2 separate regions of the Sus scrofa genome follow, and region 2 is linked to region 1. A link is a contact called in public HiChIP or PLAC-seq data. All regions are on one chromosome and are shown on one strand. The core of a region is the stretch at or near the end of the contact, and the rest is flanking DNA. Distances in the headings are between cores, read along the strand shown. Region 1 holds the start of ZNF367 (zinc finger protein 367). Region 2 holds the start of FANCC (Fanconi anemia group C protein).

Evidence for each region. HiChIP or PLAC-seq counts read pairs in DNA pulled down with a chosen protein or histone mark.
Region 2: an H3K27ac HiChIP or PLAC-seq map of skeletal muscle shows a contact between it and region 1, with 7 times the contacts expected there. The contact joins the promoter of FANCC here to the promoter of ZNF367 in region 1. A contact is called at or near these places in 1 of 5 promoter capture datasets (liver) and 1 of 2 datasets of contacts at active chromatin or transcription factors (skeletal muscle).

Annotation. Positions count from the first base shown.
Region 1 is chr10:25,705,940-25,709,439 of Sscrofa11.1, reverse strand. It overlaps ZNF367 (zinc finger protein 367), which reads right to left and starts at 1,729. Exons shown (of 5, transcript XM_021064593.1): 1 at 935-1,729. The coding sequence starts at 1,342.
Region 2 is chr10:26,794,813-26,798,312 of Sscrofa11.1, reverse strand. It overlaps FANCC (Fanconi anemia group C protein), which reads right to left and starts at 1,767. Exons shown (of 14, transcript XM_021064601.1): 1 at 1,548-1,767.

The sequences.
Region 1 (3,500 bases), core at 480-2,979:
CATTTACAGAGTGCAAGGTATTAAAGTCGAGTAAGTCCACCAGAAAGAAATAAACCCGGCACTCCCTGAGCTTACAGCCTATAGAGGTAAGTATATGTCAGCAGACAGACTCTCCCAAAACACGCTCAGGTCTAGGAGTCACAAAACTTCCACTATAATCCCAGCACTCACTCTATCTAGCTGTGTACCTTGGGGAGCTCCCTTCACCAATCCCTCTAAGCCTCAGTTGCCCGATTTCTTAACTGTAGGTTTGTACCAGGTAGTCACATCCTTCCCAGCTCTAAACCGGTAAGATTTCGAGCAATTCCAGGTCTGTGACAACAGCGTCCCATTCCACTGCGTGCTCTCAGAACCTAGCAAAGTTGTACGCTGGATGCATGAAACAACACAGCGAGGGCTCAATTCCCGCTGGGGAGGAATCCCCTAAATCCCCTCTTTTTCTTCGGCCATCTCAGCAAAGCATCTTTAGCAGGGTCGGGGTATCTGCGGTGATGAAGCAGAAACTGGGCAACCTGTCCCTTCCCTCACCCAGAGGAACAGTTCAAGGCCCGCGGCCCTTCTCTCCCACTTCCGCCAGAGCGGACCAAGCGGACTGCCGTACTACTGGCAGAGCCACTTGGCCGCGTTACTCCGCGACCCCAGGCCGCGCGCCAACCCAGTGCACCAGCGGACCAGTGGCTTCGGGTCTACTGGGCCTCCCCACCCCCTCTGGCCGGTGTCATGTGACTGAAGCCCCGCCCCCAGGAGCAATTTTTTGGCGCGCGGCAGTGACGTCAGCGTCCTGTCACCCGCCCCCGCCCCGCCGCCGCGGAGCAACCTCGCGTTTTAAACTCGGCCCCGCCCCACCCGCCGAGTCCGCGGGCGCTGCCGGCTGTCCGGCCGCGCCGTTAACGGGCCCTCGCCGCCCCGCGCCCCGCCAGCCGGTGCCGCTTACCTTGAGGTGGCCACTGTCCGGGCTGCTCGCTTCCTCCTCGTCCTCACCTCCCGAGGCGGCGGCGGCCGAGGGGGTGGGCAGGGGCGCGCCCCGGCCCCGAAGCCCCGAGTGCTCGGCGACCGCAGGCAGGGCAGCCGAGGCGGCGCCCCCGGCAGCCCCGGGGCTGAGCGTCACGTTGTGCGCGTTCTCACCCCAGCGCCACGGGTACACCATGAAGTCGCTGAAGCCAGGGCTGGTGGGGATGAGAGGCGGCGGCGGCTCCGGCTCCCCTCCGCCGCCGCATGTGGGCTTGATCGGGGTCGTCCTAATGACCGACACCAGCACCCGCTTCGGGGAGTCCTGGCAGAAGATGACGGGCGGCGGCTGCGGCGGGTTGTCCGCCATTGGCGCCTCCACACCCCGGATCATTGCCCGACCCGGATCCGCAGCCCCAGCGGCCGTGGGCCACACTCCCTGAGCTCGGGTCTGGCCCTTCGCTCCGCTAGCCCGCGCTGCTCCGAGTTGCCGGCTCTCAGTCCCGCCGGCTCATGGCAGGCGGACGTTTCCTGGAACCTTCCTGCGCCGCGGCCAACGAAAGAGCGGAACGGCTCGGTTGGCACCAGGCGGCCGGAGCTGGACCCCAACCCTGGGTCAGGCCGGTCCTCCGCTCTTCGTACCCCAACGCAGGCTGCAGCCGCGGGAAGCAGCAGGCGGCCCGCGTTGCGATGACAGGAAAGCAGGACGCGAGGCGCTGAGCCCCCGAAAATAACAACCTGCCGCCGGGGTCCCTGCTCCAGTTTTTCCCGCGTTACATTTCGCGCCTGGGCGGGGCCAATCACCGCGAAGCCTCTGCCCGCTGGTCGCGGCGGAGAGTGACAGGTCGCTCGAGCCAATGGCCGGGCCTGGACCCCTTTCCAGCCAGAGCGGGGTGGAGCCGGATCTGTGCGCGGGTCCTTTCTGCCACGCCATTGGTCGCCGCTCTTGTATTTTTTTTCTGCCAAAAGGGCCAACAAGCGTTCGAAGCTCCGCGGGAGCGCGCGACGTCTGAACTTGCCAGGACACACCCTCCAGGGTCCCGCCCCGCCAGTCCTCGGAGCGGGTCGTCGAGGTGGGAGGTGCGGGGCCATGGGCGGGGGCGGGCGTCAGGAGTGTTGCCGATTGGAGAGGTGTCGGCGAGGGGCGGAGACAGGGGCGGTCGTTGGCCCGCAGGGGCGCGCGTTCACCGGCCCCACCCGCTGGTGGCTGTTGGTCAGCGGTTCCCGCGCGGCTGGGAATTTAAAGGGCTGGGGCCCAGGCAGCCCGCCCCGCCCCCGGCTCCCGCCACCCGCTTCTGGGGCATCGAGGCCTTCCTCCTGCAATTTCTAGTGGACACCCAGAGGTGCCGACTTTCTTAATGGCTCCCGTCTGCCCAGCTCTTGGGCTCGCTGTGAATTGACCCTCTCCGCACCCTCGATTCGCCCCGAGGCTGAAGCGGTCATCGGTCCCAGCCTTCGGCTTCCCGGACCTCGGTTTCCCAACTGTGCAAAATGGGGTAGTTAGGGAAGTCGTCTCTGAGGTCCCCGAGTGCTGCTCGCCGCTCAGAGGGGACACGAACGCAGGCGTGTGTGTGTGTGTCCGTGGTCACCCCCGGCACAGATACCCGAAAGACCCCGAGGACTCCCCGTCCCCGCGCCGTGGTTCCTCACCCAGTCTGGGGCGCACCTTCATCCCCGAATCTGCAAGGGCGTGGAGATGTGAGTGCCCGGAGGACCTCACCCCACATTGAAAGGACCTTGAACAAGCCGGCGAATCCAGCTCTGACAGTCACCCACCGAGGGCCAGCGTGGGGCTCGGAAGCACAGCACAGCAGACGATGGGGCAAATGGCATGCCCAGCCTCACATTCACTAGAAATGTGAAAGAAGTGACTGTGCCTTGTTTTTTACTGTATTGCCAGGGCCTAGTCTGACACATGGCAGGCCTTCAATAAATATTTGTTGAATAAGTCAATGAATATCCAGTATTTAAGTGTTAGAATTGGTGATTAAGAGCAGAATATTTCTCTCTCGCTCTCCCCTTTCCCCCTTCCTCTCTACCCCTCTCTCCCTTCCCCCTCTTTATCAAATACACACACTCAGCTATGCCACAACTGTTTAAAAACAAACTTAACTTGTATAAACAAGTGTGCTTTTTTTCACGTTAAAAAAAAAAAGATGGAAAGGAATTCTCTTGTGGCGCAGGGGGTTAAGGATCCCGCGTTGTCACTGCAGCGGCTTGGGACGCTGCTGTGGCACCGGTGAGATCCCTGGCTCAGGAACTTCCACATGCCAGGGGCGTGGCAAAAAAAAAAAAAAAAGTGGAGAAAAACAAATACACATTTTTGTTTTTATGTGTACAAAATATCTCTAGCAAGATACACAAGAATTGTAACAAGTTGATCCCAGGGAGGGGAATTATGTGGCTAGGAAACAGGGTGGAAAGATTCCAAAAGGTACAACATATAACTCTTTGCATCTTTTAAACTTTGAACAGAGTGAAAAATATCTTTTCAACAAACGAAGTAGTATGCAGCTACCATTTCCTGGAAACCTACTATAATAATAGCATAT
Region 2 (3,500 bases), core at 518-3,017, 1.1 Mb before region 1:
AATCAATCAACTTAATGCTTTTTATTAGAGAACAGAACAGAAAATTCAGATAACCCAATACAGAGTTTGCTGTTCTTTTCAGGAGCCTCAGTAAGTGTTTTTCAAGAAATCAAGAAGGATATGACTAAATACTGGAAAAAAAAGAATTAATATGTGTAATATATCAAAGTATAATTAGCCTAATCCTGTAACAGCGGGATCTAACTTTTACTCTTGGGGAAAGAGGACTTTGATTTAACTAGGAAAAGCAAATTGTTTTTTGACGCAATCTTTCTTGTACACTTATATAAGTAATGTATATGAGGGCTTATTTCCTTGTGAAGTTGGTACAGTATGTTAGATTGAAACACCGATTTAAGTTTAATGGATAAAGTCACAGTGAGTATGTTTCTATCTAAGCTTATGTAATAAATGATCCCAACACATGGTATGAATTCTATCATTTGTAACAACATTTCCTTCCCTCTTGAGGGGAGTAATGAGAAAATGTTCCGAGCTGCACATCACTAAAGGTGAGTGACATCCAGAAAGAAATGAAGTTGGGTGGTCCAAAAGTGCCCCGTCCATCTGATAAATATATCAATCACATCTCAGTTAAGAAGTATTAAATGGGACACAGGCTGGAATGAAACCAGGAGCCAGGGAGCTTTCCAACAGTTTCCGATTAAGACAAACGCAGAGGCACAGACAGGTCTTCGCTGGAGAATTCGTTGGCCTTTCCTTGACATCCTGGTCCCAAATTTCTCATGTTTCAAAAACCCCAAATCTTTTTCCCCCTCCAGACTTCTCCAGCCCACACAACATGACCACAGAGAGTTCAAGGCTGTAAACGAGTCTACGTACAAAACAGGAAAAAAAGCAAGCTTAAACAAGCACCGCCCTTCCCCACTTCCCCAAAAGACACCTCTCAAAGGCTTTGGACGCTATTTAGCCTGCCATTAAAAAAAAAAGAGAGAGAACCCATCAGAGAGTTCGCCCATCAAAACCCTCTTTCCCTCCTAGGATGAGGAGGAAAGGCCAGGAGAGAAGGATGGGTAACCGCCGCGCCCCGGGCTCCTCTAATAGGGGGGTTGGGGCGTAGCGGTGCGGGGAGCTTGCGGCCAGCTGCAAAGAGCAAAGGATTAAGAAAGGCGAGCTTTTCACGGCTCCTACAGTCCCGGGGAGAAGAAATTCACCTTTGCTCCTTCCTTTTAAGAAGATATAGCAGCCTCTGCTCAAGGAACAAAAAGAACCAAAACGCCAACTCCCAGCTCCCACCGCTCTGGGGGCTCGCTTCCGGGTGGCCACTCCATTGGCTCCATCCCCTGGAGCTGCCCCGCCCCTGACCACGCCCCCCCGCAGATTGGCGCCACCTGAAACCCCTACACGTCTCTTCCCCAACCCCTGCACACTGCAGGAGCACGGCTCACCCACCTACTTAGGGGAGCGCAGCGAAAGTTCTCGCGAGCCTTCCCTCCCTAACCCCCCATCCTACACCCCCAGGCTGACGTGTCAGCCAGACCCCCGAGGGAGGCAGCTGCCCTCGCTCTCGTTCTGCGGCCTCTTACCGGGTGGTCCGCGCCAGAGCTGCTTCAGCAGTTTGGACAGTAGCGGAAAGGCTGCCACCTCCCGGGTTCTGTGGTTTGAAAGTTAGCCTTTTCCTCGTACTGGCTTTTTGTTTTGTTTTGGCTTATTTGGAATTTTCCCGCGGTCGCTCCGCAGTGGAGCCGCGCGCGCACGTACCCGCGATGCACTCTGGGGCCTGGCCCGCGGCCCCGCGCCCCCGCGGCATCGCGGGAAAATTCGGACGAATCTCGTGCTCGTGGGGGCGGGGCGGGGGCCCAGGGCTGGGCCGGAAGTCGAATCTGCCCGGCCGGACTCCTGGCGGACTCCCGGGCGAGTAGGGCAGCTGAGGCTTCATTGGAGGTTCTCGGACTTTGTGCTTATGTCGTGATCTAACTAGACTGTAGGAGGGACCCGCAGCGGAGAAAACTGGGATTTTAATCGGTTGCTGCCCAATGATTTCAAGATTATATTCAAAATGCAGAGAAGGGAAAATGAAATTTAGTTTTTAAAAGAAAAATTGGAGTTCCCCGTCGAGGCACAGCGGAAACGAATCCGACTAGGAACCATGAAGTTGCGGGTTTGATCCCTGGCCTTGCTCGGTGGGTTAAGGATCCGGCGTTGCTGTGAGCTGTGGTGTAGGTCGAAGACGTGGCTTGGATCTGGCGTTGCTGTGGCTCTAGCGTAGGCCAGCAGCTGCAGCTCCGATTAGACCCCTAGCCTGGGAACCTCCGTATCCCCCGGCTTGGCCCTAAGAAAAGACAAAAAGAAAAAAAAGAAAATTGAGTCTTTTATCAAGGTAAAACTTTTAAAGGAGGCCTCGAATATGATTTTCGAGGTGCAGTTACACACGAAAAAGGAATCTTTCTTGGGTTAATGTCCCTAACTACCACCTAAATCGGTTCCATAGTGTTTGGAGTTCAAATCAGTTCAACACTGTATTTAAACCACTTAAATAAATGGAAAGCAGCATTTTCTGTACATTTCCATTCATGTCGTTAAGATTAGCATGTCTTGGTTTGTTGTTTTTTTTAATTCTTGAATTTAGGAATGCGTGAATGTTTTTCATAGATGTTTAAGTTGTAAAAAAAAAAACTAACAAGTTTTAATTTTTTAAAAAAATCAGTGCCTTATATTTATAAAACTACAGCTTCACAGTATAAATTTCCCACTATAATGTATTTATAGGGATTTATAGACATTTATTTAATCTGGCATCCATATGTATGGAACTATCCTAAAACTTTAAGCAATAATGAGGTGATTGCTTTTTAGAATACCTGAAAAGTTTCCTGAGAAAAATACTTAGATATGAACCCTATTTTTTTTTTCTTTTTCAGCTACACACACACACACACACAAACACCCCAGAGATGGATGTTCCAAGGCCAGGGATGGAGTTCAAGCCAGAGCTTCGACCTGCATCTAGCAATGCTAGATTCTTAACTCACTGCCCGGGGCCAGGGATCTAACCCGCACCTCCGCAGAAAAAAGCTGGATCATTAACCTACTGCACCACAGCAGGAACTCCTGAATCCTATTTTAAACTCCCTCATAACATTGACTATATGTGCTTCTAGAAACAACTTTGGTCACAGTATAAAGTCAGATCACAAATAATATGACAAAAATGAAAAATGGCATATGTAAGTGAAAGTTATTTCACCCTTAGAATTAAAATCTAGTCTAATGGAATCCATCCTTTAGAATCTTTGCATTCTAGAGGGAGAAACACTACAGCTGAGTGCTGCAAAGTTACTGACATTATCCAACCTTCCTTCAAAATTCAAACAAATAAACTGCCTTGGAATCTCACCATTGTAGTAAGACTCATGTTTTCAGAATTGGGCCAAACACCCACCTCATTTCCATCTCTCATATAGCAGCTCAACACTTAACACTATTTTATCCTTGACTTTGATACTTGTCTCTGGTATCTCAACTGAATACTTAATGAG